Linked DNA regions of Gasterosteus aculeatus: region 2 is linked to region 1. Evidence: chromatin contacts called from public Hi-C data. All regions are on one chromosome and are shown on one strand. Each heading gives the region's core, a stretch centred on a gene start, on an enhancer-like site or on the middle of the called end of the contact. The rest is flanking DNA. Distances are from core to core; before and after follow the strand shown. Region 1 overlaps tjp2b (tight junction protein 2b (zona occludens 2)). Region 2 holds the start of fam189a2 (family with sequence similarity 189 member A2).

The links. A called contact is a pair of places that touch in the nucleus more often than the background predicts.
Region 2: a Hi-C map of skeletal muscle shows a contact between it and region 1, with 2.3 times the contacts expected there. The contact joins the promoter of fam189a2 here to the enhancer-like site in region 1. A contact is called at or near these places in 3 of 6 Hi-C or Micro-C datasets (skeletal muscle and tail fin).

What each region holds. Positions count from the first base shown.
Region 1 is chr13:726,997-732,576 of fGasAcu3.hap1.1, forward strand. It overlaps tjp2b (tight junction protein 2b (zona occludens 2)), which reads left to right. Exons shown (of 24, transcript XM_078087096.1): 2 at 3,350-3,467. Among protein-coding and RNA genes, the nearest start is that of LOC144386341, 8.4 kb to the right of the region's middle. Within about 2 kb of position 3,420, at least 1 of the 9 cell types and tissues checked has open chromatin away from gene starts, as enhancers often do.
Region 2 is chr13:785,093-790,502 of fGasAcu3.hap1.1, forward strand. It overlaps fam189a2 (family with sequence similarity 189 member A2), which reads left to right and starts at 2,587. Exons shown (of 11, transcript XM_040169998.2): 1 at 2,587-3,154; 2 at 4,477-4,533. The coding sequence starts at 2,876.

The DNA of each region.
Region 1 (5,580 bases), core at 2,170-4,669:
GAAGCAAAGGAAGAACCAGGAGGAATGTCTGGTTTATTGTACGTTTGTATTGATTCACATTTATTTGAATGTAGGTAGTGAACACTGAAAACAAGGATGAAAACCGGACATTGTATCCATTAAACATACTGTAATTTGAGGAAGGTTATAATCCGACTATATTCTTGTCTTCCCGTTTAAGCTTGAGTGGCAAATAAGTTGCACGCTTCATGTACATCACGTTTTAGTTTAATTTTAGTATTGTTTTCTTTTTTGATACTGTACCTTTACATCTCAACCAAGTATATGTACTATACTGTACTGTATACTGTATAAGGGGTCGTCGTGGCGCAGGGGTTAGAGCGTGTGTCTGGGAATAGCAAGGTTGGTGGTTTGAGTCCTGGCTGCCCCATGTCTCAAGTCGAAGTGTCCCTGAGCAAGACACCTAACCCCACCAGGGCAAAGATGTAAAAGCCCTGGGTTTAAAGTGTAATGTAAGTCGCTTTGGATAAAAGCGTCAGCTAAATGACATGTAATGTAATATATATTCTTTTAGCCCTAGTGTAAAGATTTCTTTTTTAATTTCTGTGCCCACATTTTTTGAGAAGCATTTTGATAATTGTAAAAAGGGAAATGGGAACATGCTCATGATTATTGCTTTGTGCTTGGGAGGGAGGTTATTCTGTCTCATGTTCTTTAAGGTTGAAATACCCTTGTTCATATAGACGAGACTGCTCATCCAGCTGCAATATTCATAGTTCAATTTGTCAGTTGTTTTATCTAACTATTAATAGGTGTGTATTCTTGTGTCCTGGGTAACCTACTAAAAATATGTTTCCTTGTGCGTTGGAAAAGATGGAGAAAATAACACACTGTCATTTGAACACTATGATTTTTAACATTTCACACAAGCCTTTATCTTTCTCAACATGAATGAAAGGCTTTCATGTACCTTTGAGAATACTAAAAAGGGGCAAAACAACAACAATGAATGTGCAGTATATAAATGTAACTCCAATGTAAACTCATCCGTGTCATTGGTCAATGCAGCCGTTTGAGAAAGATGGATGCTCAAAGAAACAGGTCTTTCACCCAGGACTCACTCACTTCATTGTCAGTTTATTTTAAAAATAAACTATGCCTGTAACGAGCATTGACTCTTTAGCCATGACTCTTCATCCTCGACTCTTTATCCATGACCCTTCATCCCTGACTCTTCATCCCTGACCCTTCATCCCTGACCCTTCATCCCTGACACTTCATCCCGACCCTTCATCCCTGACTCTTCATTCCTGACTTTTCATCCCTGACACTTCATCCCCGACCATTCATCCCCGACCCTTCATCCCCGACCCTTCATCCCTGACCCTTCATCCCCGACCCTTCATCCCTGACCCTTCATCCCTGACACTTCATCCCTGACTCTCCATTCCTGACTTTTCATCCCTGACACTTCATCCCGACCCTTCATCCCTGACCCTTCATCCCTGACCCTTCATCCCCGACCCTTCATCCCTGACCCTTCATCCCTGACTCTTCACCCCTAACTCTTCACCCCTGACTCTTCATCCCTGACCCTTCATCCCTGACTTCTCATCCCTGACTCTTCACCCCTAACTCTTCATCCTTGACTCTTTATCCCTGACTCTTCACCCCTGACTCTTCATCCCTGACTCTTTATCCCTGACTCTTCATCCTTGACTCTTTATGCCTGACTCTTCATCCCTGACTCTTCATCCCTGACCCTTCATCCTTGACCCTTCATCCCTGACTCTTCATTCCTGACTTTTCATCCCTGACACTTCATCCCTGACCCTTCATCCCTGACCCTTCATCCCTGACACTTCACCCCTAACTTCTCACCCCTGACTCTTCATCCCTGACCCTTCATCCATGACCCTTCATCCCTGACTCTTCATTCCTGACTTTTCATCCCTGACACTTCATCCCCGACCATTCATCCCTGACCCTTCATCCCTGACCCTTCATCCCTGACCCTTCATCCCTGACCCTTCATCCCTGACTCTTCATTCCTGACTTTTCATCCTGACCCTTCATCCCTGACCCTTCGTCCCTGACTCTTCATCCCCGACCCTTCATCCCTGACCCTTCATCCCTAACTCTTCATTCCTGACTTTTCATCCCTGACACTTCATCCCTGAACCTTCATCCCTGACCCTTCATCCCCGACCATTTATCCCCGACCCTTCATCCCTGACACTTCATCCCTGACTCTTCATCCCTGACCCTTCATCACTGACCCTTCAACCCTGACCCTTCATCCCCGACCATTCATCCCCGACCCTTCATCCCTGACCCTTCATCCCTGACTCTTCATCCCTGACTCTTCACCCCTGACTCTTCATCCCTGACCCTTCATCCCTGACTTCTCATCCCTGACTCTTCACCCCTAACACTTCATCCTTGACTCTTTATCCCTGACTCTTCACCCCTGACTCTTCATCCCTGACTCTTTATCCCTGACTCTTCATCCTTGACTCTTTATGCCTGACTCTTCATCCCTGACCCTTTGTCCCAGACTCTTCATCCCTGACCCTTTATCCCAGACTCTTCACCCCTGACTCTTCATCTCTGACCCTTCATCCCTGACTCTTCATCCCTGACTCTTTATCCCTTACACTTTATCCCTAACTCTTTATTCTTGACTCTTTATTCTTGACTCTTTATCCCAGACTCTTCATCCCTGACTGGTAAAACTTTGATCTGATTTTTTCCTCAAAGTCTGTTTATAAAGAATCAGAAGTGAATCCAACTATATGACAGGCCTTTTTAAAACATGTATACTGTGGTGTCACATTACAAATTCAGAGCATTATCATAGCCACAGAAAACTAGTCAGACTAAGCAAAAGTCTACCTGAGCCTACATTGTCACACACTCTGTGCTGCCAGTGAATGTGAGTCCCTGTGTGCTGCTCTCATACGGGGTCACAGCTGCTGGTTTGCTGCTCGCCAAAGGGAAAGCAGTGTGGAACCAGTCCTTTAATCACATGGGTAGAGCTAGTGGCGCTGGCAACCACATGGTTGGTGGTTTGAGTCCTGGCTGCCCCATGTTGAAGTGTCCCTGAGCAAGACACCTCACCCCTAATTGCTCCCTGGGCATAAATGTAAAAAGCCATGGGTTAAAAATGTAATGTAAGTCGCTTTGGATAAAAAACATCAGCTAAATGTCATGTAATCTGCATCTGCAACTTCTATTTCAGTACAAGCTTGCTGTGTGTTGTTGAATGAGCATCTTTTTTACAAATGAATTGATCATTGCTAAAGCTGCTGCATGCGTGTTCATGTTGTGTCTCTGTGTGCGTGAGTGCGCAGCGTTAAAACGTGCTGACCCTGGTGTTTCCTTGTAGGGAGTGGTGCAGCTCAGAGGTGAGTGTGCTGAGGCACTCGGATGGCTTAAACACACACTGCCTGCACCCCCAGCAGCCTCCCACCCCATGCATGTGCCTGACTCCCTGCCGTCACCAGGTATTCCACCAACACGCTTCTGCACACCAGCAGGAAACTCCACAGCCGCCGATGTCACACAACTCACACTTAACATGTACAGTCATGAAAGGTTTATGTTCTGTTCTCTGCCCGTGGCTGTGATGAGCTCCTTTTCTTAACAGCTTCTGGATCACATTGTTTCTCCCTGTTCCATTTCTCCTGCTTCGGTTTCCAGCTTCCTGTTGTGCGTTTTGAAGTGGGGATGTGTGAACTTCTTTCCTACATCACATGGAGCTGACAGGAGTACGAGCACGGGGGGACAGCAAAGTGCGCCTGTGGACGTATTGTAGACACCTGAAAGAAACAACAGTTCTATATTTAGAATATTTTCATTTAAAACGCAGAATGCAGCTTGGTTTTCTCCAGGCAGCTCTACAACTAACTGCTGAGTTCTGAAAGTGAAGTTACTGTTGTTTCTGCCGGCTTGTTGCGACCATGAATAACTGCTTCAGTCCCCATTAAACATGGACTGTTTGGCTTAATCACAGCCAGGTAAACCGGTGCAAACACCCTAAATGTAGCATTTACCTTTACATTGGTTGTTAGGTGTTGCATTGCTTTGCTCCCATGCTGGAGCAGCGCTGTGTGCATCCACTGCAGGTAATACGTGGCCATGCAGGGCCCTGGAGAACTGCATGAAAAGACCAAAACTGTCTCTTTTAACGGAAATGAGCCCTCTGCTCACTTTCCCTCAGATCCTTTTAACTCTCTTTCATTTGTGAATTGTGACTTCATCCGAGGATTTTTTACATTTCCATCAACCTCCACACAATGTGAAGACGGAGAAAGCTAAAGATAGAGGCCTTCTCTTTCACCTCCTGCCGTCGGTGCGTCTCTTTGATTAATTGTGGCCTGTTTGACTTCAAGAGAAGAGAAAATAGCTGCTGTCTCCCAGCAGGCTGCTCTCTGCTGTGGACCCGTATAAGACTCCTATTTAAAGACCTGTGTTCATTGCGACAAGTCAAATTATTCTTCAGGACTGTGGAAACGTACGGAGCCCTGTAGATCTTCCTGGTTGGTGGACCGTGGTTTAGAATCCTCATGTTCAGCATTCAGCACGTTGCCAACGACGTGACAGAAGAAGGTGGATCAAAGTCCAAATGAACGCCGACCAACCAAAACCAACTTTCATGAACTGAACGAACAAAAGGGTTAAAGCTGTAAAACAAAATCACGCACTACATCGTGGTAGTGAGCTGTCAATCACAGGGGGCCGACCCTGCTTTGGGTCTATTTGCCTGTAAATGGATCTTCAATGAACAACATGATGTATTGCAGAAGACATGAAACTAGAGCCCATGACCACATGTTTACATCGCGTACTGGGGAGTAAATCAGCATCTCATAGACATCTTCTTTTTGTACCCACAGGAGTTCTGGATGTTCAGCTTCTGGTCCCTGTGAACACAACACATGTAGCTCCATCCAAACGGAGCTCTTGACTGCATTGCAGTCCGGGGGGGGGGGGGGGGTGGGGGGGCTCTGTAACCTTCCAACATGCCAATAGACAGTGGATGCAGCATCAGTGTGCCGGGTCAGACTCGTTCACCGGCTTCCCCCTGCTCGTCCTCCCTCATTCTCCTCCTGTGCCCCAACAACAGCAAACAGCAGACACGTAGTTTTGCGCTGCAGCTCCTCGCTCGCTGCTTGTGTCCTGAGTAGTCGATGCAGAACACTTCTGAGGAGCTTCCACAGCGATGCTGTGCAGAGCGAGCAGAGAGCGGCACACATGGGCTCCTTTTCCATCACAGAGAACTGACAGTCAGTAGCTGAATTTGACAAGCGGTGTATCAGAAAGGAGTCACCAGCTCTTTAAACGCGTCTCTGACCAAGAAGGTCTTGTTGATTTCTGGAGACCAAAAACCGAGCTAACAGGAGGGTGAATATTGGACTTCAGTTCAGCAGGTGGACACAAACGCGCCTCCAAACAGAACGCCGCTCTGTGTCTTCTGAGTATGGAAACAGTGTGAGGTGATTATTTATTGGCTCTTTGTCTTCTCCACCTGTTACAACGCACCCGATGGGTGCACCACCTTTCAGACACAACTCACTGCCTTCACAGCACGACCCATCGGCTGTGGGTCGACCCGGT
Region 2 (5,410 bases), core at 1,337-3,836, 57 kb after region 1:
GTGGCTGCAGCGTACCAGACGGTGATGGAGGAGCAGAGGATGGACTCCATGATGGCCGTGTAGAAGTGGACCATCATCGTCTTTGGCAGGTTGAATTTCTTCAGCTGCCTCAGGAAGAACAACCTCTGCTGAGCCTTCTTGGTGATGGAGCTGATGTTCAGCTCCCACTTGAGGTCCTGGGTGATGATGGAGCCCAGGAAACGGAAGGAATCCACAATAGTGACGGGGGAGTCTCACAGGGTGATGGGGGAGGGTGGGGCTCTGTTCCTCCTGAAATCCACAACCATCTCCACTGTCTTTAGAGCGTTGAGCTCCAGGTTGTTCTGACTGCACCAGGACACCAGATGGTCAGACTCCACCTGTAGGCGGACTCGTCCCCACCAGAGATCAGTCCAATGAGGGTGGTGTCATCCGCAAACTTCAGGAGCTTGACGGACTGGTGGCTGGAGGTGCAGCTGTTGGTGTACAGGGAGAAGAGCAGAGGGGAAAGAACGCAGCCTTGGGGGGAACCGGTGCTGATGGTCCGAGAGGCTGAGACATGTTTCCCCAGCTTCACGTGCTGCTTCCTGTCAGACAGGAAGTCTGTGATCCACTTGCAGGTGGAGTCGGGCACGTGCAGCTGGGAGAGTTTGTCCTGCAGCAGAGACGGAATGATGGTGTTGAAAGCAGAGCTGAAGTCCACAAACAGGATCCTGGCGTAGGTTCCTGGGGAGTCCAGATGCTGGAGGATGTAGTGGAGGGCCATGTTGACAGCGTCGTCCACAGACCTGTTGGCTCTGTAGGCGAACTGCAGGGGGTCCAGGAGGGTCGGTGAGGGACTTCAGGTGGGACAGGACTAGCCGTTCAAAAGACTTCATGACTACCGAGGTCAGGGTGACGGGCCTGTAGTCATTGAGTCCTGTGGTCCTGGGTTTCTTGGGGACAAGAAGAGGACTGGGATCCTCCTCTGACCCTCTCCCTAAGGGTTCTTCCCTCCTGGAAGGGTTCTCATTGTTTGGGGGGATGTTCCTGTGCTGATGGTGGGTTTCGGGACAGAGGATGTCGTATGTGTACAGACTGTAAAACTCTTTGAGGCTAATTTCTAAATTGCAGTTTTGGGCTATACAAAATAAAATGAATTGAATTGAATGGTAGTTATATCATATACCGAATACTGTTTTATACATATTTATGGTTATATATATAATTAATATACTGAATTGTATCAATCAGATGTCCTTTATTATGTCAAACTGTTGGAATAAATGTTGAATAATACCTTTTTTGCATTGAATCATACTGGGATGTTTACTGAAACTGAAAACCTCACCAGCCACCACTAATAATATGTGTTTATACACTGCGGTCAACTCAGCACTTGGATTTTATTGCACGTATAAGCTGACATTTACGGTATTAAACAAGTAACTGCTATTTAATGAAATATTCTGGACTATTAACTGATGTGTGTGTGTATATTGTGTATATATATATCAATCAATCAACTTTATTCCAGACACAGAGGTCCATAGAGAATACATACAGATTAAAAAAACAATACAAACAACATTTAAGAATGATGCAGACGAGGCATCATTTATAAAAACTTATACAGTCTTCGGGTCCAATGTCTCCAGACGCACGATGTATACCTTGTGTCCCTCTTGGAGACATCCACTAAGGACACAACGATCATATTCTTGGACTCTGTCAATCTGCACATGAATCTATACATACAATTTCTTAAAACAGCTTTAAAAGTGGGCACTTTATTGGACACAAACATTTCACTGGCACTATTCCACCGAGGGACTTTAAGCACAATTCTCAGTGCATCATTATGAGCCACTTGAAGTTTTTTCATCTTCGACTTACTAAAATAACACCACAGGTGGGCAGTATACAGTGGGGTGCAATAAGTTCTGAAAAGTGCGATTTTAACATCAGAAGTGCACATTGAAATTTGCGTACCAGCATGTTCGCCCGCCCATACAGTTTTCCACACTGACGCTGCACATCATCATCATCATCATCATCATCATCATCATCACACAGGTCATCTCTGATCACATGTCCTAGATATTTAACTTTCTTTACAACTTCTAGTGACTGCCAATGAGAAAGAAGGATAGTTCTGGCAATCACTGCCACACTATTCATAGAGTTACATTTTATATCAAACATCAGTCCATATTGAGAGCATATTCTTAGAAGTTGCTGTAGGCCAGCACTGGAGGGAGACAGTACCACCAAATCATCAGCATAAAGCATATGATTAAGTAGAGCCAATGTCTCTCAAGTGCACATCAGTCAGTAACTTGTGATATTGCAGATTATCTTCTGAGAGTTTAGTCCAGTCCTGCATCTCACCTTGTTTATGGCTACAAACAAGCTCAGGTAGACCCTTAATGTTTATGACCATAGAGACAGGGATAAGGTCTGCTATGGCCAGACCATATCTCAACCTCCTTTATACAACCAGGTGCATCAGCTGTACATAAACTATATATATATATATATATATATACATATATATATAATTTATAATTTTTATTTTTTAATTTTTATATATATATCTATCTCTATATATATTGTGTATAGCATAGTGTGTGTGCACTTTCCGTGTTTGCGCACGGCCTCGCGCACATTCCCGGTGGTCTCTATATTTAACACGTGTGAGCGCTTCCATCCTGGCTCTGCGTTTGACTTCCGGGTGGTATATTTAGGTGTTGTTTGCCCCCCGTCCGGAGCCGCTGGGCTCAGTTCGGCGAGCAGCACCCACCATGGCAGCGGCCCCGAGCGGCGGGGACCCACCCTGCGGGCCGTGAACCCCCCCTCTCCTTCCGGAGGGGAGAACGAGGAGCGCGCGGCTCTCCGGTGGCCGTCGGGCCTCCAGATGTCGCTCCCGGTGCTGCTGCCGGGGTCTTGCTGTCCGGTCGCCGGGGCTCCGCAGCTCGCCGAGCAGCCCTACCGAACCCGACCGCGCGGGCCGTCCGCCTCGTCGCGGGTCCCGGGCGGCGGCTCGCGGCTGCTGCTGCCCGGGCGGCCGCTGCTCTCCCTGGGCTTGCTGCAGCTGCTGCTCGGCGGCTCCATGGTGGCGCTGTGCTTCGGAGCGCGGTCCCTCAGCAGCGCGGCCCCCGTGCGGACCTCCTGCCCCTTCTGGGCGGGCTCCTCGGTGAGTCGCTCCAGGGTGGAATGGCGCCTGTGGTCGCAGTCGTCCTCCGCCTCGCGGTGACAAATATCTATTTATTCCGTCTATCGACAAGGAAACCCAGCGAACATCCATTTGATCAACTTTAAAAGCAGTTGAACCGGTCGGTTTACCTGCTTCCTGGTGCCGTGCGCGCGGTGCGTCTCCTCCGGAGGACACGCTGCCTTCAGATGGACATCCAGACGGAGTCTTCAGTCTACTTGGACCTACTGTGATAGGACGCAAATGCCACTTTAACCGCTGTCAGATGCATTTACAATCACACTTCTTAATGTCTCGATTGGTTCTATTTAACTATTTAAAAGAATATGTCTGTGTTGAAACTGTTGTTCCATCCTGACAGCAGTGTTGGTGCAGAATACTGATACACAATTTATCTAAGGGGCCAAACTGGATTATATGGCATTGTATCCTAATCATACATTTATGGATAATTCGTTTAGGTGGTGTTGGTGGTGGTGTTGTTGGTGGTGGTGGTGGTGGTGTTGGTGGTGGTGGTGGTGTTTTTGTTGTTGGCCCCCCACCGTCTCCTTCCACTCACACGTCATCTGACTGTAGCAGCCCCCCCCCCCCTCCCTTTGCTCGTGTTACGTATCTCCATCCATCCAAAGCTATTTAGGGACAAAGCCCTCTGCAGCTACATTCCTGTGCTACACACCACATTGTGCGTGTTGTGTTACCGTCGGGGGGGAGCTGCACTGTAATAGTGCTAGTGAACGTAATGGTGGAGGACTCAACACCATACATTGATTACATAACAAACAAGGACGGATAATGAGTGAATGAAATGAGGAAAGACCCACAACGTGTTTAAGAGGCAATTATTACAATAATGAATTGAACGCATTATTCGTCTTGTACACATGACATCGTTGCGGTCTGTCCATCAGGAGACGGATCCTCCTCTGACGTCCTCACTGAGGTTTCCTCCCCATGAAGGCTTTTATGTTTGGGGGGTGTTTCCTGTGTCGATGGGAGCGTTTGGGGACAGAGGACGTCGTATGTGTACACACTGTAAAGCCCTCGGAGGCACATTTGTAATTTGCCATTTTGGGCTCTACAAAATAAAATGAATTGAATTGAATTTGCGCCAGACGCACCTAACCAACACATGCAGATGCAGATTTGATCTGTTTGCTTGATATGGAGATGCAGCCCCTCTCGCCCAGAGGCTTATCCAATGCCCAACTCATCACGTGCCTGGACTCTTCGTTAATTATGTGTATTTGTTTGTTTGGTCCTGTGTTGTGTTCTTGGAATAATGACTTCTCTGGGTTTGTTTCCAGGTCATACTGTCAGGCATCGTAGGTCTCACCACATGGAGGAGGCCTATGCTGTTACTGGTGAGCATTGGACCTGGTTTTACTTCTGATTGCATGATGTTGTGTTGCTTTTAAATATGAAACACTTCACCACGGCTCGTCCGTTCCTATGCAGCACAGTAGTCTGGAGGTTCCCAGGGCTCCGTCCCTCTGCTGGAGGTTGAGAGGACATGAAATAACGAGCTGAGCTGATGTGATACGCCGCTCTCTGGCCCACGTCATCGGTCCCATCAGATATAGATTATATGGAAGTGTGAGGGAATAGCTTTTCGTTCTTAATACTTCGCTTAATAAATGAGAATGCAGCATGTACCAACTTTAGGCACACGTCTTCCCACAGGAAAGCAAACCTGTTAATGGAAATGTCAAAGTGTAAAGCTGCAGCTCCTCAGTAAACTCATCGATGTAGCACCGGTGGTTACCATGGTAGCAGCAATGGTAAATGCTTTCCTCGTCTTCCGAGCACTCAAAGCGCTTCATGTCATCACAGGAGAACCACACAGTTCCACCCGTCCATCAGTCGCTGACAGTCACACACTGTAGTCACAGCCGCGGGGGAAAGGGTGGGTTCAGTGTCTTGCCCAAGGACACATTGACAGGCCGGGCCTGGGAATCGAACCGCCAACCCTGTGATTGGAGGACGACCACACCGGGCTGAGCAGCTCCTTGGTCAGTAATCCCACAATCAGCTGGTGTCAGATGGGTTTCTGTGACAGAAGCACCCTGGTGCTGCAGTGACCTTCATTCAGAGCAGCAGCGGTTGGTCGGATGTGTGTGTATCCTGTTTGTTTTGAAAAGACAAAAATAAAGTGATAAAAGACATTTGATAGACCGTCTCAACAGAGAACAGAAAGTCATCAGTTGTTAATGGATTGAGGTGTTTCGTACCGTTTAACCT